Linked DNA regions of Mus musculus: all the other regions are linked to region 6. The links are chromatin contacts, called in public HiChIP or PLAC-seq and promoter capture Hi-C maps. All regions are on one chromosome and are shown on one strand. Each heading gives the region's core, a stretch centred on a gene start, on an enhancer-like site or on the middle of the called end of the contact. The rest is flanking DNA. Distances are from core to core; before and after follow the strand shown. Region 1 overlaps Nf2 (neurofibromin 2). Region 2 holds the start of Smtn (smoothelin). Region 3 overlaps Nf2 (neurofibromin 2). Region 4 holds the start of Nipsnap1 (nipsnap homolog 1). Region 5 holds the start of Gas2l1 (growth arrest-specific 2 like 1). Region 6 holds the start of Osm (oncostatin M). Region 7 overlaps Ap1b1 (adaptor protein complex AP-1, beta 1 subunit).

What was found. Promoter capture Hi-C pulls out the DNA fragments that hold promoters and counts their contacts. HiChIP or PLAC-seq counts read pairs in DNA pulled down with a chosen protein or histone mark.
Region 1: a contact with region 6 is called in an H3K4me3 HiChIP or PLAC-seq map of bone marrow-derived macrophages, with 5 times the contacts expected there. The contact joins the enhancer-like site here to the promoter of Osm in region 6. A contact is called at or near these places in 8 of 39 promoter capture datasets (the 3T3-L1 cell line, the C10 cell line, embryonic stem cells and 3 more), 2 of 484 Hi-C or Micro-C datasets (Th2 cells and bone marrow-derived macrophages), 8 of 115 datasets of contacts at active chromatin or transcription factors (bone marrow-derived macrophages, embryonic basal ganglia, embryonic stem cells and 2 more) and 2 of 9 other capture datasets (adipose tissue and embryonic stem cells).
Region 2: a contact with region 6 is called in an H3K27ac HiChIP or PLAC-seq map of microglia, with 5 times the contacts expected there. The contact joins the promoter of Smtn here to the promoter of Osm in region 6. A contact is called at or near these places in 2 of 115 datasets of contacts at active chromatin or transcription factors (astrocytes and microglia).
Region 3: an H3K4me3 HiChIP or PLAC-seq map of bone marrow-derived macrophages shows a contact between it and region 6, with 5 times the contacts expected there. The contact joins the enhancer-like site here to the promoter of Osm in region 6. A contact is called at or near these places in 7 of 39 promoter capture datasets (the 3T3-L1 cell line, embryonic stem cells, hippocampal neurons and 3 more), 1 of 15 datasets of contacts at CTCF or cohesin (large pre-B cells), 9 of 484 Hi-C or Micro-C datasets (the HL-1 cell line, Sertoli cells, Th2 cells and 6 more), 8 of 115 datasets of contacts at active chromatin or transcription factors (the 230-238 cell line, acute myeloid leukemia, bone marrow-derived macrophages and 2 more) and 2 of 9 other capture datasets (adipose tissue and embryonic stem cells).
Region 4: a contact with region 6 is called in a promoter capture Hi-C map of embryonic stem cells, with 3 times the contacts expected there. The contact joins the promoter of Nipsnap1 here to the promoter of Osm in region 6. A contact is called at or near these places in 2 of 39 promoter capture datasets (both in embryonic stem cells), 2 of 15 datasets of contacts at CTCF or cohesin (embryonic stem cells and large pre-B cells), 2 of 484 Hi-C or Micro-C datasets (the Ba/F3 cell line and myocytes), 14 of 115 datasets of contacts at active chromatin or transcription factors (the 230-238 cell line, bone marrow-derived macrophages, embryonic basal ganglia and 6 more) and 3 of 9 other capture datasets (embryonic stem cells, macrophages and pancreatic islet).
Region 5: a contact with region 6 is called in an H3K4me3 HiChIP or PLAC-seq map of bone marrow-derived macrophages, with 2.9 times the contacts expected there. The contact joins the promoter of Gas2l1 here to the promoter of Osm in region 6. A contact is called at or near these places in 2 of 115 datasets of contacts at active chromatin or transcription factors (astrocytes and bone marrow-derived macrophages).
Region 7: an H3K4me3 HiChIP or PLAC-seq map of bone marrow-derived macrophages shows a contact between it and region 6, with 3 times the contacts expected there. The contact joins the enhancer-like site here to the promoter of Osm in region 6.

The regions. Positions count from the first base shown.
Region 1 is chr11:4,802,017-4,805,691 of GRCm38.p6, forward strand. It overlaps Nf2 (neurofibromin 2), which reads right to left. Exons shown (of 17, transcript NM_001252250.1): 7 at 1,662-1,737. Among named protein-coding and RNA genes, the nearest start is that of Nf2, 46 kb to the right of the region's middle. Within about 2 kb of position 2,100, at least 94 of the 459 cell types and tissues checked have an H3K27ac peak or open chromatin away from gene starts, as enhancers often do. A contact at or near this core is called in Th2 cells, adipose tissue, bone marrow-derived macrophages and 1 more, where this site is marked.
Region 2 is chr11:3,536,801-3,540,787 of GRCm38.p6, forward strand. Smtn (smoothelin) reads right to left here and starts at 2,492. Exons shown (of 20, transcript NM_001284427.1): 1 at 2,312-2,492; 2 at 523-636. The coding sequence starts at 573. Gm11946 (a long non-coding RNA gene) reads left to right here. Exons shown (of 6, transcript XR_001780145.2): 3 at 1-2,915; 4 at 3,640-3,841; 5 at 3,971-3,987.
Region 3 is chr11:4,824,987-4,828,609 of GRCm38.p6, forward strand. All of the region lies in intron 1 of Nf2 (neurofibromin 2), which reads right to left. Among named protein-coding and RNA genes, the nearest start is that of Nf2, 23 kb to the right of the region's middle. Within about 2 kb of position 1,380, at least 64 of the 459 cell types and tissues checked have an H3K27ac peak or open chromatin away from gene starts, as enhancers often do. A contact at or near this core is called in the HL-1 cell line, Th2 cells, bone marrow-derived macrophages and 3 more, where this site is marked.
Region 4 is chr11:4,872,414-4,875,960 of GRCm38.p6, forward strand. Nipsnap1 (nipsnap homolog 1) reads left to right here and starts at 1,538. Exons shown (of 10, transcript NM_008698.3): 1 at 1,538-1,690. The coding sequence starts at 1,593.
Region 5 is chr11:5,063,720-5,067,240 of GRCm38.p6, forward strand. It overlaps Gas2l1 (growth arrest-specific 2 like 1), which reads right to left and starts at 1,608. Exons shown (of 7, transcript NM_144560.3): 1 at 1,496-1,608; 2 at 1,118-1,375; 3 at 107-759. The coding sequence starts at 739.
Region 6 is chr11:4,234,983-4,238,720 of GRCm38.p6, forward strand. Osm (oncostatin M) reads left to right here and starts at 1,803. Exons shown (of 3, transcript NM_001013365.2): 1 at 1,803-1,931; 2 at 3,424-3,560. The coding sequence starts at 1,901.
Region 7 is chr11:5,008,066-5,011,845 of GRCm38.p6, forward strand. It overlaps Ap1b1 (adaptor protein complex AP-1, beta 1 subunit), which reads left to right. Exons shown (of 21, transcript NM_007454.3): 2 at 1,465-1,527. The coding sequence starts at 1,491. Among named protein-coding and RNA genes, the nearest start is that of Ap1b1, 23 kb to the left of the region's middle. Within about 2 kb of position 1,861, at least 68 of the 459 cell types and tissues checked have an H3K27ac peak or open chromatin away from gene starts, as enhancers often do. A contact at or near this core is called in bone marrow-derived macrophages, where this site is marked.

The sequences.
Region 1 (3,675 bases), core at 850-3,349, 570 kb after region 6:
GTGAATGCATGCTTATGCCACAGCACACATGTGAAGATCATAGGACCATGTGCCGTACAGTAAGAACAAGAGTTCTCTCCTTTCACCGTGTGAATTCCATGACCTGAACTCAGCATGTCAGGCCTGGCAGCAATTGCCTATCTACTACTCCATCTCACTGGCCCTCATGACACACGAGAAACAACCTTCTGCATTCTTTTTTATTCTTATTTTTTTAAAGATTTGTTCTTATTTTGATGGTTTTTAGTTACGTATTTCTGTGTCTGTGCACATAAGTGCAAGTGCCCTCAGAATCCACAGGCCTCAGATCCCCTGGAGCTGGAATGTCAGGCAATTGTGAGCCTCCCAAACCACGAGCTGGGACTTGAACTCAGGTCCTGCTACAAGTAAAATATCTTTTAGGCCCTTGCTTATTGTGGTAGTACATTTCAGTGTGCCCTGGTTTTTTTGTTTGTTTGTTTGTTTTTTGTTTTGTTTTTAAAGTTTTTTTTAAGATGTTTATTTATTGTTATACATAAGTACACTGTAGCTGTCTTCAGACACCAGAAGAGGGCGTCAGATCTCATTACCGGTGGTTGTGAGCCACCATGTGGTTCCTGAACTCAGGACCTTTGGAAGAGCAGTCAGTGTTCTTAGCTACTGAGCCATCTCACCAGCCTTTTGGGTTTTTTTTGAGACAGGGTTTCTCTGTGTAGCCCTGGCTGTCCTGGAACTCACTCTGTAGACCAGGCTGGCCTTGAACTCAGAAATCTGCCTGCCTCTGCCTCCCAAGTGCTGGGATTAAAGGCGTGCACCACCACACCCGGCTTATGCCCTGATTTTTAATGCAAAAAAAAAAAAAAAAAAAAAAAATCCACAAAAACCTGCATTTAGGAAACAAATTAAGTAGAAAGCTATCCTAGAATACTGAAATCATGCTTAATTCAATTTACTCAACGTTAACATAAAGGCTGTCTGTAGGACCCCAAAAGGGGGAAGCAAAGAGTTTGTGGGATAGTCCAGGGGATGGCTGCAGCTGACCTTCAATGGCTACTCCTCTGTAGCCAAGCTTCCTGGCACCCGCCACCCAGCAGTGAGGAAAAGCCCGGTACTTGGCATGTGCTCCTCTGGAGGAAGCCATGAATACCGCAGCCAGCAGCCAAATCCCCCAACGAGCGAGAAACACGCTCTAGGGCCAGACCTGAACAGAACACAAATGCCTTTCTCTGCAGAGGCATGGTTCCCGGAGGCCTGCAGACCATTAATGGTCTGAATAGAAAACTAATTAGCCTCACAGTGAGAACAAGAGTTCCACCCAAACAAATTAGGAATCTCTAAGAGCAGTGGGCCCCGGGGAAAGACATTATTTCCAGGTGCTCCTTGGATTTCCCAAGAGGCCGGAATAATCAAACATTACATGGCCAGCATTCCAACAGGTCTCTGCTAAGAAGAGAACCGGGCCTGAGTCCCTCAGGGTACCAATGACACTTAATTTGATCTATTTCTGATCTAATTCGAAGCCCCAAATGAAACCAGGCTCTCGACCTTGTCTTCCCGTTTCTTCTTTACTACTGAACCATAAAGACTCTAAGCACCCTGGGATGAGGAAGTGACCCATCTGCCTGTGTGGCCTCGACTCAGTCTTTCTGAGAGCCAGGGAACTGGGGAAGGAGTCAACGCACCCGGATTGTAAAGTAGTTCACACCATACATCTCCAGGTCCTGAGCTATCTTCAAATACTCCATTTCAGCTTCATCCCTGTGAGGAGAATAGAAGACACCATTATTAGGGCTAAGTGACAAGGATGAAGGACAGACTCTTGCCAAGTCAAATATTCTGAGCATGCCTCTGGTGAGATAGAAGGGACCTGCAGAAGATGAGACAGACCAGACACAGCAACACTTTTCTCAACCCAGAGATTCCCATCCCCGTGAAAATAAGAAAACAGATTCATTACACTGACTCTTGGCTTCAATTTCACACTCTGGCCTTGGTAAATAGTGACATCTGTCTCAAGTGATTTAAAAAAAAGAACGTGGGGGCTGGGAGTGTAGCTCAGCAGCAAAGCACTCACTCCGCATGCGCAAAGCTCTAGGTTCCATCCCCGGCATTGGCAGAAAGAAAAAACAAAGCCACAGTGCATTCATTCTTTCCGACCTCAAATGCACGAAGTCACTGCCTGTCTCTGTGTACTTCCTTAACCTAGAGCTTCAGTAATGAAGGGGCCTCTCTAGAAGCTGACAACACCCACTTTCCTGGTTTTATCTCTTGGGTTACTGCTGAAGATTAAGGCAAGAACTATCTGAGCCATAAAACCCAGGCCAGTAGGTGAATGCTTCTGTGTTGTAAGTCGAGCTTAAAGCAAGCTCTGGATGCAGCAGTGACTTGCAGAAAACTCCCTGAGAGGTAAAAGTACTGAAGTATTTAACTCAAGCTTCCCTGTGACCTTGTTCTTGTCCTCTCTCTCATCTCGAAACACTCTCGAATGGATTTAAAAATTCACCCTGAGAGAATGCCAAGTGTTGGCAGGCAGGCGGAAGAACCAGAAATCACATACACTGCTGATGCAAAGTGATTCAATTACTTTGGGAAACTATTCAACATTACCTATAACAGCAAAAACCAAGAAACAACCCAACAACCTAGGAGTCTTTCAACAGTAGAAGGGATAAATAATCTGTTATAGTAATATACTGGAATTCTGCACAGTCATGAAAATGAGGGAAAATATCACTACACGCCATGCACTCAAATCTCACAAGATGATCTTGAGGAAAAGGTGGCACTAAAAATAGAAATTGGTTTTATTTATCTAAAGTTTAAAAATGGTTGATGGTGGCTTATGGGTGCAGCTCAGTGGCAGAATAGTTACTTGCCTAGCATGTGAGAGACCTTGTATTTCATCCTCAGTGCTACAAAATAGTAATATAACAATGGACAGTAAGGGAGGGCAAAACTAATCGATGTGAGCACTAATTAGAAATTGGGGGAACTGGGCTGGGCACGGTTACACAAGCTTTTAATGCCAGCACTGAGCAGAGGCAGGTAGATTTCCGTGGGTGAGGGCCAGCCTGGAGAACACATAGTCAGCTCTAGATAATGACTCAAAAAGAAAAAGAAAGAAATTGGTGAAATAGGTATCTCTGAGTCATCGTCTAGTTCTTACTTACCATTTTGTGGTAAATAATCAAGTAGTATACTCAAAATCTGTCTATTTGGTGGGTATAAACAAAAAATAAAGATACAGGAGCTAGAGAGATGGCTCAGTGTTAAGAGCACTGACTGCTCTTCATGAGGGCCTAGTAATTCCTAGCACCCACCAGAGTCCCACAACCATTCAGTTCCAGTGCCCTCTTCCGGCCTCCTCAGTCACCTTGCATGCACATGGTACACAGACATACATGTAGGAAAAATAGCCATATACACAAAATAAATCTGAAGAAAAAAATATAGCAGGAAGCTGATTTGAAGGACTGGGGTAGGGCGCCTAACACAGAGATGATCAATAGCTGAAACTACCAAGGGAATACTTAAAACAAACTATACATTTTAGTGTTTTATTTTATTTGAGACAGGGTTTCTCTGTGTAGCCCTGGCTGTCCTGGAATTCGTTCTATAGACCAGGTTGGCCTCAACTCACAGAGAACACCTACCTCTGCCTCCTGAGTGCTGGGATAAAAAGTTTGTGCCACTACC
Region 2 (3,987 bases), core at 1,242-3,741, 700 kb before region 6:
ATCCCAAGACTTCCCCCCACCCCCGGAGTTTGGACCCTAATAAAGCTTTTAGCCTGGAGCGTTTGGGTATGTGGTTTCCCCACACAGAGGGGCAGTATGCGGGTGCTGCATCTGTGACCTGTCAGATACTGTGCTCAGCACCCAGCAGTTGTTCTCTGGTTTGTTACTCATTGCTGCCCATTATCACTGGGCAGGCCTACAGGAGTGGGCAGTGCCCATGCTGCTAGGAAGAGGCAGATCCAGCCTTCCCACACCTATAGCAGCCCATGGGTGAGTCCCAGCAGTTACTGTTTAAACAAGAGATGACAGTTGGGGGTGGGTAGGTACCAGGTCTCAGCACCTGACATGGACAGGAACATGCCACAAGAGCCTCTGGAGCAGCCAAATGGAACCAACCTGGCGCTGTTCCCTGAGCCTCTCCTCCAAACCCCTCCCCCTCCTTATGTACTGAGAAGTACATAAGAAGTGGCCTACATCCCTGGGTTGGCCACCCCACAGTACAGTAATAGAGCTACTTATTACCAGTTTTCGGAGGGCTCCTTCATCCAGCCCAGCTAAAGCCTCGTCTGCCATCTTGCTGGCCCCTAATTCCTTCAGTATGTCAGCTCCCGCCAGGTCCTGGTGGCACTCAGAATTCTGCAAAAGGCAGACATGAGTTAGGTTGCTGAAGATTTTGTAGAAATCTCGGTCCCCTGGGGTTTATGCCTCTGTTGCCCTCTTTAGCCCATAAGCGTTCATGTCTTTCCTGTCCTACCCTGACATGTGGCTCCTGGCTGGGAACTGTCCTCTGCCCCAGGGTATTTTGCTGAAGAAAAAAAAAAAAAAAAAACCTCACCAAACCAAGAATAGGTGTTTCTGTTTCAGCCTTACCAGCTTGGCTGCCAGTCTGCCCTGTGGTCTAAGTTGACATCCTGACTAAGCCCCACACAAGAAGGGCCTGTACCTAGATGGAGAAGAGGACTCAGCAAGGCCCACCAAGCCATGCTTACCACCAGGGGGTACACGCCAGTCTCTAGTTACCTGCCATACCCACTCACCTCTAGGGGCCACCGAGCCTGCCCCTCCACCCACCTCCACAAGCTGGGCGTCTGGCTGTGGGCTGAGCCCATATCCAATTCTTACTAAGACTGTCATTCCCACAGGTATGGGAGCTACCTGTGTCTGGCAGTTCTTGGAGCCAGCCTTCAGTTTTGACTCCTTTCCTCCCTGATGTCAGCAGACCTGACCTTGGGGAGCCAGGTGTCCCTCTCTCCCTGTCCATTCACACACTCAGAATTCACTCACAGTTCACTTTCCAACTGGAAGGGCCTTGGGAAGCTGACCCACCCAACCTCTGGACTTCAGGCAAACTGAGAGGATGGGAGATGGTCAAAGATTCATCACAGGGGGTCAGAAAAACTCAGACTCAAAGGGCAGAAAGAACCTAACACAAATCTTGGTGACTTCTGCCTTCTGAAGTCCCCTTCCAAGATGCTGCCCAAGACTCCAGGCTGTTTGTTTCTTGTTCAACCACTGACCGTCAAAATGGATTCCTAAATCTGGTGCCAGTCTCTAGCCCAAATCACTCCTTCCTGGAGTCCCCAGTGTCTCTGGAATTTGTGGTTCCATGGTCTAGCACACCTGGATGTTTTGCTAATGTGGTGACTGAAATGGCCTCTGGACCCCCCACCTCCATTGATTCATCCCGAAATCATCCACTCCCTCTCTACAACAGTCACTTGGTGTGAGTCACCCCATCCGGTGAATGGGTCTGGGGGAGTCCCAGTGCGCACTAGTTGGAGTTGGAAGGCACTGCTAGAGTCTTTACCTCCTAGTCTAGATACTCTGTCTGGGGTAACTACCCCTCCCCAGTGCCCAATCTTAAGTATTGTGGACATGCTATGCTTCTTCATGTTGGGTAAGGGTGTTGTTAGTTCCAAACCTAGGTGATACTCGGGACTGTCTGCTCAGAAATTCCTGCCACTGCTTGCCACCATTCTCATGGCTTCATGCTACAGAGTTTTCAGTCCTGGGGATTGTTAAGGCCCTGCGAGAGATGGGTCAGGATCTGGGAAAGATTCCTCGAGGTATCAGCTCCCTATAGATTAGTGTCTCTGGGGATCGAGAAGCCTCTTCCAAGTCCATAGAGTCTCTTCAAGACTCTTTCCCCAGGGTCTCAGAACTTCAACCATGTGTCTTTGGAGTTCTCGTGATTTGGCTAGGGTTCCCGGACCTGGGAGTTTCAGAATCCCTGTCCAGACATCCAGGTTTCACACCCCCTTCCCCGGACTCATCCGGACTCCTAGAGTAGACCCGAGATCCTCATACCCACCTCTCAGTCCGGCCCGCCGTTCCGGCGCAGTTTCGTGTTAGTTTGGTCGGGACCCGGTAGATGCAGTAGAGACCGGCAGACCGACGGGAGGAGCCGCAGCCCAGGAGCCCAGGCCGGTTCAGCAACGTACCCTGGACTCTGCTGCAGACGCCTGTCCCGCGGCGCCAGCCAGATGGCTGGCTCCGCCCTGCCAAGCTGTCCCAGCCAATTCTCTGTTGAGACACGCCCCTGCTCTGGTCCCATTGGGAAAATTCAATTTTTTAGGACCCGCCCCCAAAAGACTCCAGCCCCTCACTGTACAGGCATGTTGGGTATTGTAGTTTTGGGGACTGCTGTTGCGAGGTCCTAGACATCCTCGGGTGGGCTTCACCAGGATACAGGCTCTAAGCCAAAGTCCGGAATGTGCCACAAACCGGGCAAATAAGTATCTTGGGATCCTGTAAGCCCTGAGCGGTCCTGACAGCCCCTCCCTGCCCTCCTTTTTGTTCTTGAGACCACATCCTTTCTCCGGACTCCACCCACTAGGCGCCTTAGTACACAGACTGCCCAGTCAACTCAACGCTCAAAGGGCGCTTTCGGGACACCTGGTCTGTGCCACCTCAGGGTAAGGAGACTGGGTGACCAGCAGCATTTTGACAATTATTGAGTCGCCCAGGACATCTGAGATGGAGCAGGATCAATCATATCGTACCTTCCTTGCTCATATATGTAGCATGCTCTCCCAAATTCTTTAAAGTCTGCCTCTGAGACCCCCGAAGTTCTAAATAGGGAGTATGAACCTCGCAACTCAACAAATGGGGGAAACTGAAGATCCCAAGGAGACAATACAAAGAGTCAACCAGGAGACCCAAGAGCTCAGACCCTGGAGGGAAAGCTTCCCTGTCATCCTGGAGGCTGTGGAGCCGCCCTACTGGTCTTGCCTAAGAAAAAAGTAGGGTGGAGCCTGGGCAGATAAAGTCTGGAGTCCAGCTTGATAAATAAAAACTGTAAATCAAATAAAAACCATAAAAGCACCAACGTATTTCTTGTGTGTGTGTGTGTGTGTGTTGTGTGTTGTGTATCAGATTATAATATCCATAACAACTTAATGAGATTTGACTGTTCCCTTATACAGATGAGACAAAAGCCTATGGGTAATGGAGTCGAGGTTCATCCCACCTAGCAGGGATTCTAATCTCTGCTAACACTATAATGTGGAACTGAGGTAGGGCTGAGCTGGCTCCTGTAGTCTCTCAGAGAGCTCCAACTCAGATTTCTCCAAGACCAACCTTTACACACCCAAAGAGAGGACCTGTGTCCATTTAAAGTCTTTTTGTTTCCTCCCACAGCCCCAAGAGGTGGTCCTCTCACCTTATATATTGGAAAATAAGACCTAGAGAAGGAAGCCCCTTGCGGGGGAGGCAGAAGAAATGCGCCAAACCGACGAAGACGCCGGCTGTGGAGGTTTCCTAGTCTTCCCTACCTGAGTGGGAAGCCGATTGCTCCAGTGAACCGCCTGCTCGCGCTGGCTGAGATCAATGAATGGCCGAGGTGGGTGCCTGTTTCCGGGATTGTCTATTTAGCGCTGTGCGCCCTCACCCTACCGCTTGTCAGGCCCTGGCCCGTCTCCAGACTGACCTACCTTGCCTTTTTTTTTTTTTTTTTTTTCCTTCTTGCCAGGGATGGTGCCATGTAAA
Region 3 (3,623 bases), core at 130-2,629, 590 kb after region 6:
GGAACGCCAAAGCAGGCAGATCTCTGAGTTCAAAACCAGCCTGGTCTAGATGGTAAGTTCCAAGTCAACCAAGTCTACCTTGTCTCAAAAACAAAACCAAAACCAAAACCCACAGCAAGCAAGGTAGAGATGCCTTAAAGACATTTAAGCTTCAAGCTCTCTGGGCTAGGAGCTGGCTCAGCTGCATGTGCCACAAAGCTAAAGACCCCAGTTCCTTCTCTGGGACAACAAGGTAGGTGTGATGGTTTGTATATGCTTGACCCAGGGAGTGAGAGTGTCACTATTGTTGGAGTAGGTGTGTCACTGTGGGCTTTATTACCCTCCTCCTAGCTGCCTGGAAGCCAGTCTTCTCCTAGTGGCCTCCAGATGAAGCTCAGAACCAGCTCCTCCTGCACCATGCCTGCCTGGACACTGCCATGCTCCTGCTTTGATGATACTGGACTGAACCTCTGAACCGTAAGCCAGGCCCAACTGAATGTCAGTATAAGAGCTGCCTTGGTCATGGCATCTGTTCACAACAGTAAAAGCCTAACTAAGACAGTAGAAGAGAGCTAATCCCACAACTAATCCTTTGATCTTCATATATGGGCTCCCACACAGACATAAAGTAAATAAATTTAAATTTTTTAAAAAATTAAAGCCGAGCAGTGGTGGCGCACACCTTTGATCCCAGCACTTGGGAGGCAGAGGCAGGTAGATTTCTGAGTTCAAGGCCAACCTGGTCTACAAATTAAGTCCCAGGACAGCCAGGGCTACACAGAGAAACCCTGTCTCGAAAAAGAAAAAAAAAAAATTTAAAAGACCTTCACTTATAAAACAAAACATTCTCAGATGAGACAGGAAGATTACTTAAGCCCAGGAGTTCAAGATAGTTCAGGGTAGTATAGTGGGACCTCATTCCAAAACAAAAGAAAATATTTTGTCTAGTAAGTTTTGTTTTGGTGTTTGTGTTTGTTTGTTTGTTTGTTTTGCCAGACATGTTGGGTTACACCTGGAATCCTAGCCCTTGAGAGGTCGAGGGAGGAAGTGAGCTTTGACTATACACAGAGACTCAAAAACAACAATAATAAAACAAAAAGACCTACAAGTTTTCTGTTTGGTTAATCTCCACCTATAAAAGGCATTGCTTTTCAACATGTTCTTTCTCAAATGTATAAGATCTCCTTTATCTTCCTTTTTTGAATTTCTGTTTCTGTACAAACAAGAACTGTTGGCCAGAGGTGGTCTAGAGAGTTGTCGAGTTGCTGTGGAAGAGATGCTTGGCCTTCTTGGTACAAATCGATTTGCCTGAGCATGATTATTTCCCTGTCTGGTACTGCACTATGCTGATGCTCAGATGACTCACTGTCATTGGAAGATCTCTGTAGACTGTAGGCATCTCTAACTAGGAATGGCATTAGTCATCATCCCCAGTGACCAATGGAGAGTACACAGAGTACACAAGACATCCTACAGCAGCATCTAATATGACTGACTAAGTGACATTAAAACTCAAGGCTCAGAGACTTAGATCATAGCTAGCCCATATATCCATCCCTTATCCAAACAGTGAACACACAGTGTGTCTAGGACAAACAGTGAACACACAGTGTGTCTAGGACAAACAGTGAGCACACAGTGTGTCCAGGACAGGGGTGCTTAAGGTACAGAGGATCGATGGTAACAAGGGACAAGTCTTCACATTTACAGTTTTGAGCAGAAGTCAGCCAAGAACAGATGATCATCACAGTGAGGTTTTCAACACTGAAACAATTGATATGACAGGGATACCCAGGGACTGTTGGGACTCCTAAGAAAGAAAACCCCCTTTTCACAGAAATGACATCTAGACTGACTCATGGTGGAAAAGAGAAGCCAAGAGCAAGATTGGGTTTGAAGAAGACAGCAAGAAAGGGTGTTACAGAGAGAACAGTTTCTACAAAGGTCTAGAACAAAAAGGGTTCTTAGGGGAAATGAAGTATTTTAGTTTTACTGGAAAATACTTCTGAACTTACAAAAGAACCAAAGTAATCCAGTGAAACGGTTTAAGGTAAAGGCACCCTGCCACCAAATTGATCACCTGAGTTTGACCCTCAGGACCAAGAGGAGGTCCTCAGGTGGCAAGAGGAAAGAGATTTCCTCTCAAGCCCAGGAGACTTGAGGGAAGTGGTCTTCACTAAGGAGACACACTGGCTAAGCTGGGTCTTGGGGTGGAAGGGGTTGACAAAAGGTTATGCCAGCCTGATGGCATGTGTCTGCACTTGGGACACACACACACACACACACACACACACACACACACAGATATGAAAAAAATGAGAACTGAACTACAGCTACACATACTGGCACACACCAACAATTGCAATCCTAGCACTCAAAAGCTGAAGCAGGAGGACTGAGTTCAATGTCAGCCTGAGTGCTATAGGATAGAACACAGACATACAGAAGGCAAGTTAAATCATTACACAAGTTGGATACCTCAAGATCTCAGGGCTTCTTTCTAGGAAACAGCCAAAAAGGTATAGATAAGTGACTAATCTGCACCAGTATTTATCTCAAGTGCTGTTGCTGTGTGACCTTGGGCAAGTTATTGAACTTCCTTATGCTTTTACAAGGAGAATAAGCAGAACCTGTCTTAACAGATTGATCTAAGGATTAAGTGCACTCATACATTGAAAAAAGACTAAGACAGTGCTGGGCCCAGAGCAAATAAACACTCAATAAGGGGTAGCTCTTCTTAATTCTCACTTTGCCTCCCTCCTTTGATTCTCAAGTGTGTGCTGCTTAAGGCCTCCCGGCCCCACTTCATACCACAGTGATGGATGACAGGTGGAAAAGGGCACCATCAATTCTCATTGAGCTAACCATACTATCACTCATTTGACAAACATTTATTGAGCACCCACTACATCCTAGTCTTTGTGCTCAGCACAGGAGATAAATGATGAATTCAAGACAAGACACAGTCCCTGTTCCTGTCTGACACGGAAGACAGGTAAATGAATAAGGAAAAACAAATCTGCTAAGTGCTAACAGAACAGGCTGTGCCCAGGAAACTTTAGGGAGGGGAGCTTCACTGAGGAGACACTGGCTGATCTAGGTCTTGTGGAGAAAGCTGACAAAAGGAAGGTCATGCCAGCTTGAAGGAACAGTGTGTCTGCACTTGGGTCCAAGCTGTTCCAAAGTAAAGGAATGTTCTCTGCACTTTTCTAGGGTATGACAAACAGCATGATTTCCAATCTGCAGCACTGAATGTTCAATGCAGGGCTGAATATGTAGCTTGGGCCTGGTACATGTGACAACTCTCATTCTGCACAACTGACCTGGGACCGGGCTGTGTCAGGACACTAGATCAAAGCAGAGATGCATATAACAATAGCACGAATAGAAGCCAAGATGAATGGGATGTGTCTCCTATTTATTTTCTTATTAAAATATTCCTAGCCAGGGCTTGATGACACAAGCCTGTAATCCCAGCCCTTTGGAAGATGGACACAAATTCTGAGCTAGCCTGAACTGTGGAGCAAAAAAAACAGTGTTTCTGACACCTGATGACAGGCACATAAGCCTTTCAGACCTACATTTACATAATGATAGACCTTCCTTTTTTTGTTGTTACATTTTTGTTTATTTGTGTGCATGCA
Region 4 (3,547 bases), core at 288-2,787, 640 kb after region 6:
ATCAGACAGGCTGTCTTGTCTCCACTCCATTCTTCACATCTCTTGCCCCCTCAGTTCTCTCTCTCTCTCTCTCTCTCTCTCTCTCTCTCTCTCTCTCTCTCTCTCTCCCTCTCTCTCTCTCTCTCTCTCTCTCTCACCCTGTTGTCTGACCCACGGACTGGGTCACGTTAGTATAAGCCCAAAGACCTTAGTTCGATTCCCAGCACCACAGCAGGAGAGGTTGCTTGTAATCCCAATGTTGGGGAAGCATAGACAAGGAGATCCTTGGGGCTCACTTGCCAGTAGCCTAGCTGATGGAGGGGGCGGGGCATGGCTAACATCTCTGCCTTGGAGGTTTCAGTCAGCAGTGATTGGAGTGATTTGTCTGCTCCACCAGGCCTTGGCTGCCAAGAAGTACAGATAGGACTTGTTCAGCCAACCTTTGCTGTCTCAAGATCTTAGATGAGACCTAACTTGCCAGACTCACAGTTTGAAGCACTCCGGAAGTTAGTTATACCGGCTGTAAATCCCCTGCACCGAATTACAGTCGGTGGCTTGGCATCCTCCCCCACCCCACTCCCCCGTTGGTGTGTCTCTGTCCCTGTGTCCCCCAGGGGATCAGAAGGGATCCATCTCTGTGTGGGCTGAGAAAGCAAATATAGAGCCTCCAGGTGAATAGACAGTGAAGAGAAAATGTTTTTTGTTTGTTGTTTTAATTCCGTAGTCTCTTTTTGTTGTTGTTTTGTTTTGTTTTATTTTGTTTTTCGAGACAGGGTTTCTCTGTATAGCCCTGGCTGTCCTGGAACCCACTTTGTAGACCAGGCTGGCCTCGAACTCAGAAATCCGCCTGTCTCCCGAGTGCTGGTATTAAAGGCATGCGCCACCACTGCCCAGTTCGTCTCAGCCTCTTAAGTGCACCATCACACTCGGGCTTTGGAGAAAGAGCATCCTGCTTGCTCAGAGTCTTGTCCATCTGTTTTAAATGGTTAAAGAGACAGTTCTGCCTTTAAAAGCTCTTGGAGGAGACCTGAGTTTGGATCCCAGTACCCATTAGAGTGCCTCAAAATCTCCTTTAAACTCCAGTTCCAGGATATTTGAGGCTTCTGGACCCCCCCCAGGCTCTCTCTCTCTCTCTCTTTTAAAAATTGTTATAGATTTTGTTCTTTTGAATAGACAAATATTGTCTGTTGATGCCTTGACACAGAAGAACACAAGATGTAGACAGAACATTTGCCAAGCCATGTGTGAGGTCCTGGGCTCCACCTCCAGCACCCAAGGAGGAAGGGAACTCACATAGTTTGTGAACAATTTTAGGGGTATAAAGACTGTCTTTAGTTTATCCTCAGAATGTCCAGGACATACAACCCTGCGATTATCGAGATGAATTCCCAGGTACAGAGGGGAAAAGGTCGTTGAAGAGAACAGAACTAGTTAGCTGCAGAGTTTCAAGAGCTCGGAGGTGTGGGTATGGACTGTGCAACTGTAGAGTTGGGGGACTCCCACCTGCTTGTGTTTGAAAGGGAAGCTGGCGAGGGGAGGGCGTGGTTTTCTCTAGTCCTGCCCCCAGCCACTGGGCTGAGGCGTGGCTTTCCTCCAACCTGCTCCGGTCCAACATGGCTCCGCGGTTGTGCATCATCTCTGCAGCGGCACGGCGGCTATTCACGAAGCCGAGACCCCGTGCTGGGGACCTCGCGGCTGCGGGTGCTGTGCGGTGAGAGGCCGACGGGGCTGACTGCGTGCCCGGAACAGGAGCAGGGGAGGGGGCTGGAATGAAAAACAGACTCTCGGATTTGGAATTGAGGGGTTAGAGGCAGAGAGCTACCAGGATGTAGGCCTGAGGCTGAGAAAGAATGGGGAAGGTGAAAAGGTATGGGGATGGTTTTGGTTTTTAAACAGGTTCGTACTACATGTGATTCGACCTCGGAATCTTCTTGCCTCTGCCTCCCAGATAGTGAGGGTGTGCACTACCATGCCTAGCTGGGCAGGTTCTTTGTCCTGTTTGGGACCTGGATCTGGGCTGAGAATAAAAAATGAGGTGAGTGGGAGGGACAGGTTTTGAGCCCTGGATCCCGGACGAAGGCAGAGGATATTGGCAGCCTTTTGCCTGGCCTTTGTGGTTTAGCACGCGCTGGGGTCTTCTGAGCCAGCAGAAAGTTTTGGAAGGAGAGGAGGACTGGGGGTACGGTGGGAATTCCCAAAGTGATTCCGCACCCTGCTTTGTACAGGTGGGTCAACAGAGTGGGGTGGGAGCTGTTCAAGGTCAGCGTCCGTGCCATGTGGAGGCAGCTCTGGATGTTAGGACCCAGGTCTTACGATGCACTCTGCACTTTGTACCACGGCTGGTGGCCTCCTAGGAGAGAGGCTCAATTCTGGCTTTGGAGAGCTTGGCTTCCTTCCCCTGACTGGCTCTGGGCTGCTCCTCCCTCCTCGATGCCACGCCCGGTGCTACCCCCATCTCTGCACCTATCACCCGGAGCACTTCTGACCCTGCTCTCCTGTTTCCCCAGCCCCACACCCTCACAAGTTTTAGGACAGGGTTTGTGCAAAAAGCATTAGCTAAAGAAGTGGAACACCTGCCCTCACACCTGTGGAAAGGGACCTGCGTTACTCCTGCCCCAGCCCAAGAATGTGGCCATGGAGTTCCGTTAGATCGCTGTGCACATTAGGAAAGCACGGATAGAAGAGTTGGGACGCGTGCCCTTCACTTCCGTGCTGGGTAATGAGAGAGAAGCCGACAATGGGAAAAAAGCCTAGAGTGTACCTTGTAAACTCAGCCTTTTCTGGAGGGATGACCTTGGGTAGGAGGAGAAAATAGGATGTGTCTGATAGCCTTGTTTTCTATTGCTAGGAAGAGAACTCAGGAGTTTAGGTATGCTAGGCTAATGTAGTGCTCTCTCCACCAAGTAAACAATGACATCTCCAGCCCTCATTGGATTAAAGAGACCATGCTTATGCCTCAAACAATTTCTGTCATTGTGAGAAAGGATATCCAGAAAAATAATCTTTTATAACATTTAAAAAAATATTTTAAGCCTAGAGGTGGTGCATGACTTCAATTCAAGCACTCAAGGCAATCAGATCTTGGAGTTCAAGGCCAGTCTGGTCTACAAAGTGAGTTCCAGGACAGCCAGGGCTACACAGAGAGACCCTGTCTCAAAAACCAAAAGGAAAAAAAAATTATTTTGGGCCAGGTGTGGCAGCATGCACCTTTAATTCCAGTACTTAAAAGGCAGAGGCAGGAGGATCTCTGGGTTGGAAGCCCTCATAGTTCTACATACCCAGCTCCAAGACAGTTAGGACTACATAGAAAGTCAAACAAACAAAAGTTATTCTGAGGACTAGAGACATGGCTCACACTTCTGAGCACTGGCTCTTTAAGAGTACAGAGGTTGATTCCCAGCGCATGTGCACTCACGCATGCACTGGTTCACAGCTGCCTGTTACTCTACTTCCAGGCCTTCTTCCGGCCTGGTCCAGGTGTGCAAGTGATGCCCATGCAGGCAAAAACCAACACATAACATAATTTAAAAACTACTTTGTGTGCATATGCAAATGAACACTTGTATTT
Region 5 (3,521 bases), core at 358-2,857, 830 kb after region 6:
CTTAGGGTTGGGGTAGGTATTAGCTCTGCCATCTGGTCCCCTGATGGGGGGGGGGGGACGGGACGGGACGGGATGGGACACCCAATGTGGATATCAGAAGACTCACCAGCTCATCAAGGTTTCGAAGGTCATTGGGCGTCATGCGGGGTGTGCGGGTGGGAACCCCTGGTACAGTGGCAATTTCAGTGACATCCTCTTCAGCAGCAGGGACGCTGGAAACCTGAGGGGTAGCTCGAAGCTCCCGCTCGATCTCCTGCTCGAACTGTACCAGCCTCGGGGCAAGCAGGCCAAGGCGCGCCCCACGCCGGGCGACCTCCAGCAGGCAGAGCACCACACTCTTCTCGTTCTTGCGTAGCACCAGGTCCTCTGTCTCAAACATGAGCACTTCAGGCACGCCCAGCTCAGCCCGGCACCAGCCGATGAAAGAGGCCACGTTGTCTCGGGCCATGAAGGAGCCAGGCGCCACACTGTGTGCCTGGAAGGCCACACCTCGGGTTGGACGGGCAGCAGCCAGAGCCCGGGCAGCCTCGGTGACAGCGTTGGCATGTTGGCACAGGGTTGTGCCTGTGGCCAGCCCCGTGAGGAAGCCATCGCCACTGCCGGGGAGACCTAGACTGTACAAAGCATTGAGCCAATCGGCCAGGTCTTCCTTCATGGCTTCCACATAGGCCTCACTGGATCGGAAGGGTCGCACACTCTTGGCGGCAGAGCCTGCGATGCCCGCCACTGGGTTCGCCATGCCCAGAGCCAGTGGAGTCACTGTGGGGACATAGGTCAGGATTGCTGTGAAGACTCGAAAGGGTTCAGAATGGTCCACCTCTACCAGCCCGCCACTCAGGGGAGACGCTAAGTTTAAGAGCAAGCTGTGAACAAGCAAACGTAGCACCACATTGTTCTCACGGTGCCATGACCTGCTTTAAGGGACTCAGTAACATTTACACCATTGTAGTGTTTATGTTTGCTGTCTGGCTGGTCGGGAGAGGGTGGCTGGGGACAAGTTGGCACCCACGAGGAAGAAATGCCATTTAAAAACATGAAGACATGTGGGTAGGGAGGGACAGGAGAGGAGCCTCGCCCAGAACCACGGAGAGACTGTTTCCATTGCTCAGCCCATAACCTGCACGAAGTCCCGCCTTTCCCTTCTCCTCTCCGCTAAGGGCCGCGCCACAGGCTGAGCGGCGACCGCGTCTCCATTCTACAGATGAGGAAACTGAGGCGCAGTAAGGGCAGGCATTCGCCGAAGGTCGCAGAGCAGTGGGTGGAGGAATCGGGTCACCCAGGCAGGCCGGATTCCTGCTGCGAAAAGCCGCCCGAGCTGGTGCCTGAAAGGCCGGGACTCCGAACGGCCCCCGCGAGCCTCCGCAGTGCTCGAGGCCTGGTCCAGAGAGGGTGAGTGCCCAGTCAGGGTCACACAGCCCTGGGAAGCAGAGAGCCCGCACCGCCCGGCCCACCTCCAGGCACTCTGGCTAGGGCTCCTGGGGGTCCCCGCGCTCACCTGGCTCACCCCGCCGCCCCGGGGAGCATCGCCCCGGCGGGGCCGGAGCCGGGCCGCGCCGCCGCACACAGGCGTCGCCCGAGATCGCTGCTTCCAGGCGTCCGCTCTGCCCCGCCCCCCTGGAATTTGGATCCGGCCAGGAAGGGGCGGAGCTGCGCTCTTAAAGGGGCCGTGCCTTTCTCGGGCCTTAGGCCCTAAGGCATCACCCCCACCTCACCCCCCCTTTAACTCCGGGTCTGGGTCTTCCTAGGCGGGGTTCAGATCCTTTCAGCTGTCCTTCCCCCGTGACAGTGGCCTCCCCGGAAGCGATAGGGGCCGGGGACTGCAGAGTCACCTCCGTCCCGGGTGGACCTCTGCAAGTCAGATAACTGGGTGCTCTTCCTGCAGGACGGCCCAGGGATAGCTTAAGGTACAAGGACGATGAGGCTCAGGGATCGGAAGGTGGCTGCGGGTTAGGTTAAAAGAGGGGGTGTGGCAGGGGCAACTACACGCCTTAGGAGGAACCTGGAAGATCTAGGGAATCCTGCCCCCTACTGTCGCCCGAGAGAGGAGTGAGATGCTGGAGAGAGACTGGAAATCTTGTGGGGGTGTGTGGACTTAATTTTAACTCAGATCAAGGAAGGAGGCGACGGAGGAAGCTGAGAGTCATCTAGAGGGAAAGTTTTTCACACTGAGGAAGCCTATCTCAAAAAAAGGAAAGGAAGGAAGAAGGAAAGAAAAATGGGTAGGTTTGCAAGGCTGAAGTGGTGAAACATTAGGGCCTTGTGGACCATGCTTTTCAAAGGTCATGGAAGAGAGGTTTATTTGTTTGTTTTTTTTTAAAGATTTATTTATTATATGTAAGTTCACTGTAGCTGTCCTCAGATACTCCAGAAGAGGGCATCAGATTTTGTTACGGATGGTTGTGAGCCACCATGTGGTTGCTGGGATTTGAACTCCGGATCTTCGGAAGAGCAGTTGGTGCTCTTAACCACTGAGCCATCTCCCCAGCCCCCGGTTTATTTGTTAATTATTATTAAATTATTATTGTTGGAGTTTGTTGTGGTTTTGAGGCAGGATCTCACTATGTAGACCAGGCTGGCCTGGAACTCCCTATATAGACCAGGCTGGCCTCAAAAGTCATAGAGATCTGCCTGTCTCTGCCGCCTGAGTGCTGGGATTAAAGGAATGTTCCACCATGTCATTACTTTTACAGAGTTCTGCTATGTAGCCTGAGCTGGCTTTGAACTCATGGTGTGCTCTCTCTGTTGGGATCCCAGGCCTCTCTCTAAGGAGGAATTTAGGAGAGGCTGACGTAGCAGCCATAAGGGCTCCTGTAACTGCTGTTGTTGCAGCGTCAGGGTCAGGGTCAGGGAAGCCTCTGAGGGAGGCAAGTGGTTTAGGTTGAATGGGGAGAGGGGATGCTGGATCTTGACTGCCTGTTGAAAACTGATGATGTATGTTAGTGAGGTGAGTGTGTGAGTATAGATGAGGGAGAAATCCCAGGTTTGGGGGTGAACATTGTGGACACGGAGTTGTTAAACAAAAAAAAAAAAAAAAATAACACCTAGCAGGGAGTGAAGTCCTGAAGAATTGGCTATGGAGACTGAATTCTAAGTGAAGGAATTGAGAAATGACTTGTCCTGGAACAAGCAGTAATGAACCGTCATACCCAGCAATCATCTTCAAAATAATCTGATACACCGATACTTTTTATTACATCTGTTTAGTGAGTGTGTGTCTGTGTCAAGGTATGTAGGCAAGGCAAACTTTTGGGAGTTTGTTCTGCCTTTCACCATGTGGGATCCTGGGTATTGTGGCATGGTGGCAGGTTCCCTTATCCAGCCTCATATGATGGTTTTGTAGATCTAGGGAAGCTGAGGACTGGGGAGGTTAAGGTACCATTGCCATCAGCAGCTCTGCAGGAATTTGACCCCTACTTATAGCCACCTCACTGTGCTTCAGTGTTCTGGACATAGAAGACTGAATCTAAGCTCTGTTGGTCACCAGTGTTGTCTGACAAACTTCCTGGGGGAGATGTCACACA
Region 6 (3,738 bases), core at 553-3,052:
GCCTAGGTTGACGTGGCAGCCCCTTTGACTTTATTTAATTGAATTTATTCCCTTTGACTTTATTTAATTGAATTTATTTATTTATTTATTTGAGACTGTATGCCCAGCTCCTGATTTTGCTTTGAGATCAGTCCCCTTGTCTATCCCAGGCTGGCCTCTGATGCACAGTCCTGTCTCAGCCTCTAGAGAAATAGAGATTACAAATGTGTACCACGCCATCCGGCTCTGGACACCTCCCCCAACTGTGCAGGTGTCCTCCAACAGGGCAAGTCACCCCTTGGCACCTTTATTCTAAACAGAGGAGGTAGTGTATGGTCCATGGGAGAGAGGAAGGAACAACTGAGGTGAAGGAGGGTCTCTTGCCAACATATGGGTTCCGAGAAGCACGACATAACACTCTCCGGCTAGATCTGGGGCTGCTTGGAGCTTCCCTCTGTCTCCTTATCACAGTGAGAGCTTGAGTGTAGGGGTATAGGGACTGTCCCAGGATGACATCACGGATATGAAATGCAGAAGGATCCCTGACCAGGGCCCTAGGGAACAGCACCCTGGAGTGGGCAGAGGTAAGAAATTCAGTAGGAGGAAATGAAGACTTCAGAAGGATCTAGTCTAGACTGTACTGGGGAGTTGCTAACAAGGGGGACACTCTGCTAGGTGCAGAGAATATGTGGATGGGGGCACAGTCGCCTCCTGGATAGGGAGTGGGGGGGTTGTTGAATGAATATATGAGGGCCAACAGCAGGTACAGCCTAAGGATGCTCATTCTAGCTTGGCAGATGTGCTGTGGCTTCCAAGCATGGCCTGTGGATCTGGCTCAGCCTGGGCCTCAGTCCCTCAGTGCGGAGAAGCAGAAGACCCACCCATGATGGATCGCTATCTTTCAGAGAAAGTGAAACCTTGTGTCCAACTGTCGCAGCTCCCCCACCCCTCCCTCCAGCTTCCCCTCTGAGCTCACAGCTTCCCGGTCTCCCCCGCCCCCTCCATCCCATCCCCTGAAAACCAGTACTTGGAATTCAAGCCTAGTCTTTTCTTTTTTCTTCAAAGGCTTTTTTGCCTTTTATGTCCATGTTGGCAGTGACCTTGAGGGGTGAACCAAGGAGTGCTTTTCTCTCTCGCTTTCTCAGGTGGGGCTCAAAGTAGCTGAGTGACTTGCCTCAGACAACACAGCGACACAGCGTGTCACAAGCTTTGAACCCGTTCTCTAATTTCTCTTGCTCCAAGGGTCCTAAAGGACCCTGTCTACAGAGAGAGGATCTGGGATTGGGAAGGCTGGGCGAGGACAGTTAATAGAGACAATGGAAATGAGTTGGGCTAGAAGATGCTGACCTGGGATTAGAGGCACAATCTTTGGGGCCCAAGTCTGGCTCTGTGCCCAGAGCCTGGTGGTTTCCGCTCACAGATGTCCCGACAGCCCAAGCGAGAGGGTGGGAAGGGCACTCAACAAGGAAGATGTCTGGCTCCCTTTAGCCCTAAACCTTCGTGTCCTAGGAGGTTGGTAGTTTCTGGACCAGGGGTGGCCTCCCTTGCAAGTCGTGCTCTGACCCCTGGACTGATCCCTGAAGATGATACGGACCCCCGTGCTGCCCGCTCACCCCAAGAAGGCTGAGGCTGCGGTTTACATCATCCTTGGGCGTGGGGCTGACCTCGAAGAACGAATTCGAAGAAAACGGGAGGAGGAGCGGGCATGTCATGGCGCATGGCGCCCATTGGCCGCCTGGGGAGACTTTGGTTTTTGGGGTCATGTTCCCAGAAGGCCTGCCCTTCCCCCTCCCCCTCCCCACCCACCTCACGAGATGTTGGCCAATCGCCCCGTCGGGCATAAAGTGGCTGCCAGCCTGCAGGACACCCAGCCAAGCTGTGTCACCCCTGAGAGGCACGGGCCAGAGTACCAGGACCCAGTATGCAGACACGGCTTCTAAGAACACTGCTCAGTAAGTACTTCCTTCCTTTCTACCATCCCAGGGCGCAGCTGGGCCAACTGGCTGCTGTAGGCACCCTCTGCCCTTGGGAGCTGTAGATCAAGTGAAGGATGTGGACGAGAGGGAGAACTAGTAGGGCAGGGATCCACTGAGACCCCAGCATAGCCACAGGTGGAAACGTAGTATTTCTGGAAGGTATTCCAGAGGGAGGCGTGAGAGAGACCATGCCGGGGACCAGGGCATGAGGGAAGAGGAGAAAGAGTGAGAAGAGTCTGGAGAAGCCCAAGGCAGGTAGGGGATGAGCAGAGAAGGAAGTTCCAGATCTGCGCGGAAATGGAGCAAGGGGCTCACTTCTTGCTCTGATTCAATTCTCGGGGTCTGGGGCAGATGCAAAGTCAGCCAAGCCAGAGGTCCTTAGATCATCCCGCCACTCATACAGCCACACCCACACGGGGACAGGCAAGCAGAGCCATCTATGTGGGAACAGGTCCTCCCTCTCAGTAAGGTAGGAAGTCTCACCTGCAGACCAGAACCCCCGGTGACCGGGGCAGGTACTGCAGTGCCTCACCTAGGTCTACGGGCACACCCCCACAGGCACTGGTCCATGTGCACCTGTTACAAGCTCGCTGTGGACCCTCACTGGCAGTGTAGCTGCAGACACGGGGGAAGATGGGGAGGGGACTTGTGGTTGGCACGCCTGGGCTACAGGCCCTCCCCAGGGGCGAGGGGGTGGGGTGGGGTGGGGCTGGTTGGTTTGTAGGAAGGGAAGGATGGTGTCGTAGCCTTCCGGGCCATTGCACCACAGGCCCCTTCCGACCACGTGGCTGCCGGTGCCTGTGAGGGTGGGGGCCTGCGAGCTGGAACTATGATCATCTGCCCTCACCCCTACAACCTTCTCCTGGGCTCCCAGCAGTCCTGGTGTGTGCGTGTGTTAGGGGTTCGTGTGTCGGTGGCAGGAAGGGCAGGGCGAGTGCTGAGCATGGGTGACCTGGACAGGCTTTCCTCTCGCATCTTGCTCACCTTTCAGCAGAATGGCCGTCAGCACTGGCTGGCCCAGTGAGTGGAGAGGTGCTTTTTCTGGCTCTGTGAAAAGAGCTTAGGTGACCTGCTGCCCTGGGGCTGCACCTCAGGACAGACCCCTGGTCAACTCTATTCTGCCTACAGGGAATGTTAAGGTCTATAAAGTAGTCAGGAACTTAACCTGTCAGTCTTAGGACAGAGCTAACCCTTGTATGAGGCCAGATATCTTATAGAGGACTCTCTTGTCTGTTCGTTATGCCATAAAGTCAGGACAGGGATGCTGGAGGCTACAACCCAACCTCTCCCCGAAGAGCTGCAGGGAAATTGCAGCCACCACCATCTCCTTCACCCTGTTTGGTTTATGGTGGAAGGTGGTAGCCCCAGTGAGTGCTTCTGTGCAAACCCAGACCCTACTGTGTGCCCAGCTCCTCCCCTGGGCTGGACAACCACCAGTCAGGTAACTGATGCGCTCTTCTCTGCCCAGGTTTGACCCTCAGTCTCCTCATCCTGAGCATGGCACTGGCCAATCGTGGCTGCTCCAACTCTTCCTCTCAGCTCCTCAGCCAGCTGCAGAATCAGGCGAACCTCACGGGGAACACAGAATCACTCTTGGAGCCCTATGTAAGCCTCAGCCCTTAGGGTACCTGAACCTCAGAGAATCTTGGGGACTAGTGAGAGAGTGAACACATGGAGGACCAGGAAGGGGCAGGAGGGGAAACTGAGGCATTCTAGGGACGGCAGAGCTGCTCCGCTCCCAGTTGGTTTTACGAGACAGGGTTTCTTTGTGTAGCCCTGGCTG
Region 7 (3,780 bases), core at 611-3,110, 770 kb after region 6:
TCTCTTGAAGGAATTCTTCCCCATAGGAGAGGGAGGACAGGGCTCTGACCATATTTGCATGGCTAGAGCTTTTCCCTGCAGAGCCATCTTGCCTGTGTCCCTCCCACTTCCCTTTACTCTCTTAGCTGTTGATCAAGAGAGCTGTTGAGCACAGAGTAGAGGCTCAGTAAATGCTTGCTACATGATCATGGGAGCTTCAGTACTTTCTCTGACTCCCTGACTTCTACAGTGCTTTGCACTACAAGTTCTATGCTGGATATTATTTTTAAAAAAAAAACAAAAACTTGACCAGACAGATGTGAGAAGCGCTGTTGTCACAGTGTGCCAGACTCCAGCCTTTGAGAGATAATAGTAGATGTTTAGAAACTTGATGGGAGTTGTGGGAAGAAGACACCCCCCCCCATTTCTTGAGATTTATTTAGGGGGCTGGAGAAATGACTCAGCAGTTAAAAACACCAGCTGCTCTTCTGGAGGACCCTAGTTTGATTCTCAGCACTCACATGGTGACTCACAACTATCTGCAATTCCAGTTCCAAGGGACCTGATGCCCTCTTGCCTCCACAGGCACCAGGGACTTCTGCAGTACAGAATGTACAGATGTACATGCAGGCACAACACTAGCACACACACATACAAATTTTAAATAGTTAAGTATTTATTTTAGGGATATAAAATATCCTGAGTGAATGCATGTGTCCTTGGAGGCAGGAAAAGTGTGTTTGGGTCCCATGTAATTAGAGGTGGTTGTCAGCCGCCATGTGGGTGCTAAGAAACAAATCTGGTGTCCTCTGCAAGAGCATCCAGTGCTCTTGACTACTGAAACATCTTTCCAGCCCCCTCCCTCACTCTTAAACTTTTCATTTCTCACGGAAATTTGCATCCCTGAGGTGAGGATGGCCCCTGAGCTTTGGTGAGCTGAGCCCACAGCTGAAGTGGAGATTTAGAACATTCTAAACACAATGAATTCTACAGAGGGCGGAGCTAAGACTGCCTGGCAAGAGATGTGTATTTCTAATCTATGTTTTCGTCTATAGTTATCTGTGACTGTGTGTTTACTGATAGTCAGGAAGTTTTTTCCAGTAGTATGGTCATAGATAATGATACTGAAAAAGCCAGATGACCTCAGGCTCCCATTCTGTGGCAGATTCCTAGAAGAAAAAGTGTGTCAAAAGATATTCAAGGGGGAGTGGGTGGGTAGGGGATTGTGGGGGTGGGTATGGGGGACTTTTGGGATAGCATTGGAAATGTAAACGAGGAAAATACCTAATTAAAAAAAAAGATATTCAAAACACTGATAGATTCTTCAGTTACCCTCCAAAATGAGACCAACCATAATCCAACAGTTCATTTGCCTGTGAAATGAGATAAACAGCTATCTTCCCTACTTGTGTGTTCTGGATCCCTGTACATACGCTGACTGAAAATGGAATAGAGCACAGATCCACCCTCTTCTCTGTCTTGCAGAGTCTGGCCACAGATAAAGGACCAAAATGACTGACTCAAAATACTTCACCACAACCAAGAAAGGTACTGTATGTTTCACCACAGACCTGTGTTACATCCCCCAGGTCTTGGGGAGCACGGGGAAGGTGGGTGGGGTCTGGAGGCAGCATGGAAATTGATGATGTAAAGACCTAAGTGTTCCTTTTAGAACCCAGACAAGAACAGTAACACTAGGCATGAGGGGAAGTCTGTGTCTTGTTCCCCATGGCTTAAAAACATTAAATATAATCTCTCTCCCTAGAGAAAGTGCACAGCCTGTCAGCAGCCCTGCTTGGGGGTGGGGTGGGGTTCTTACCGCTGAGCTTTATTCTTCATGTTGTAGCAGCTGTTTTTACCCTGTTAGTCATTCAACATCCTCATAAGCATTTCCCAGCAGTCCTCATGACTCAGGATTAAGCCAGTTAAGTTGCTGCAGTGCAGTTTACTAAGCTAGGTTAATGTCTTTGGACAGTTTATTCCTTTTCTGTTTTTAAAGAAATGGTGGAAGATGTTGTGGCTGGCAAGTATGCTTTATCCTCTCTGTCCTGCCCTTCCTTATCTGTCCTTTCTAGTGCCTGCTGACAAGGGTGAAAAGATCTTAGTTTTCTTTAAATGTGTGTGTGTACATACATATTTGTATGTTTGCATGGATGTTTTGCCTGTATGTCTTCACCCATGAAAACTGAAGAGGATGTTCAATCCTCAGAATAAGAGTCACAGAGTTGTGAGCCACCATGTGGATACTGGGAGCCCAAACCCAGTCCTGAAAATGCTTTTCACCACTTAGCTGTCTCTCCAGTTTTTACTTAACTTCGTTGAATCACTGAGTTGGATCCCAAAGTCTGCCCATCAGCAGGCATTTTACTCACTAGTCCAGCTGTTGCTTAGTTTGGTAAGACAGCCTTGTCACATGTGCTGGATCTCAGCTTGGGAGGCAGAGGCAGAAAGATCAGAGGTTAAAGGCCATGCTTGGATACATAGCAAGTTCAAGCCTAACCTGTTTTATGGGAAGCCCTGTTCTGGATCCTCTCTGACTATGAGAGAAATTGAGACAGTGAACATAAATAGACATTCCTAGATTCAAATCTAAATCTGACACCCTGGATCAGTTATTGATTGTTTTTCTTGTTCAAGGACTTGTTTCTCTGTATAGCCCTGGCTGTCCTGGAACTCATTCTATACTGCCTTGAACTCACTGCCTCTGCCTTCCAAATGATGGGATAAAAGGTGTGTGCCACCACTGCCAGGCTTCTGGGTCCTTTTTTTTTTTTTAATTTTTTATTAGGTATTTAGCTCATTTACATTTCCAATGCTATACCAAAAGTCCCCCATACCCACCCACCCCCACTCCCCTACCCACCCACTCCCCCTTTTTGGCCCTGGCGTTCCCCTGTACTGGGGCATATAAAGTTTGCATGTCCAATGGGCCTCTCTTTCCAGTGATGGCCGACTAGGCCATCTTTTGATACATATGCAGCTAGAGTCAAGAGCTCCGGGGTACTGGTTGGTTCATAATGTTGTTCCACCTATAGGGTTGCAGATCCCTTTAGCTCCTTGGGTACTTTCTCTAGCTCCTCCATTGGGAGCCCTGTGATCCATCCATTAGCTGACTGTGAGCATCCACTTCTGTGTTTGCTAGGCCCCGGCATAGTCTCACAAGAGACAGCTACATCTGGGTCCTTTCGATAAAATCTTGCTAGTGTATGCAATGGTGTCAACGTTTGGATGCTGATTCTGGGTCCATTTTTAAAGTGAGGGCCCATACAAAGAAGATTGTAATAAAAGTCTGAAGAGAGTTAGGGAAACTAGGATTACAACTCTGTTGAGACACAACAGCACCAATCTGGGGGTATAGTCTTGCAGGTAGAGGGAACTGGTTGCCCTGTATGGGATTCAGGAACCAGGCATAATGGCTGTTTGGGGGGCCTGTTGGAGAAAGACAGCATCTCAGAAGCAGTCTGCCTGAGCTTACCTCACTGGTGGATTCTTAGGGCAGATGTGACTGACCTCCACCCATCAACACACACTTTGAGTAAAGCAGTGACATCTCTGTGAGGACAGACTCAAGGCTGTCACTGCTGCTGGGTCCAGGTGCCTCCTGCAGGAGGAAGATGTGTTCCTTCATAAACACGAACCACAGGATCTACAGAGTTTCCTGGCCCTGTTAAGCAATGTCCTTAGTGAGTCCCTGCTCAGGCTTTGCTAGGTCATCATTTTCAGGCAACTGTGTTTACTGTGTGTGTGTGTGTGTGTGTGTTCATGATTTAAAAAAAACAAACCCTCATCTTTTTTTCTCAT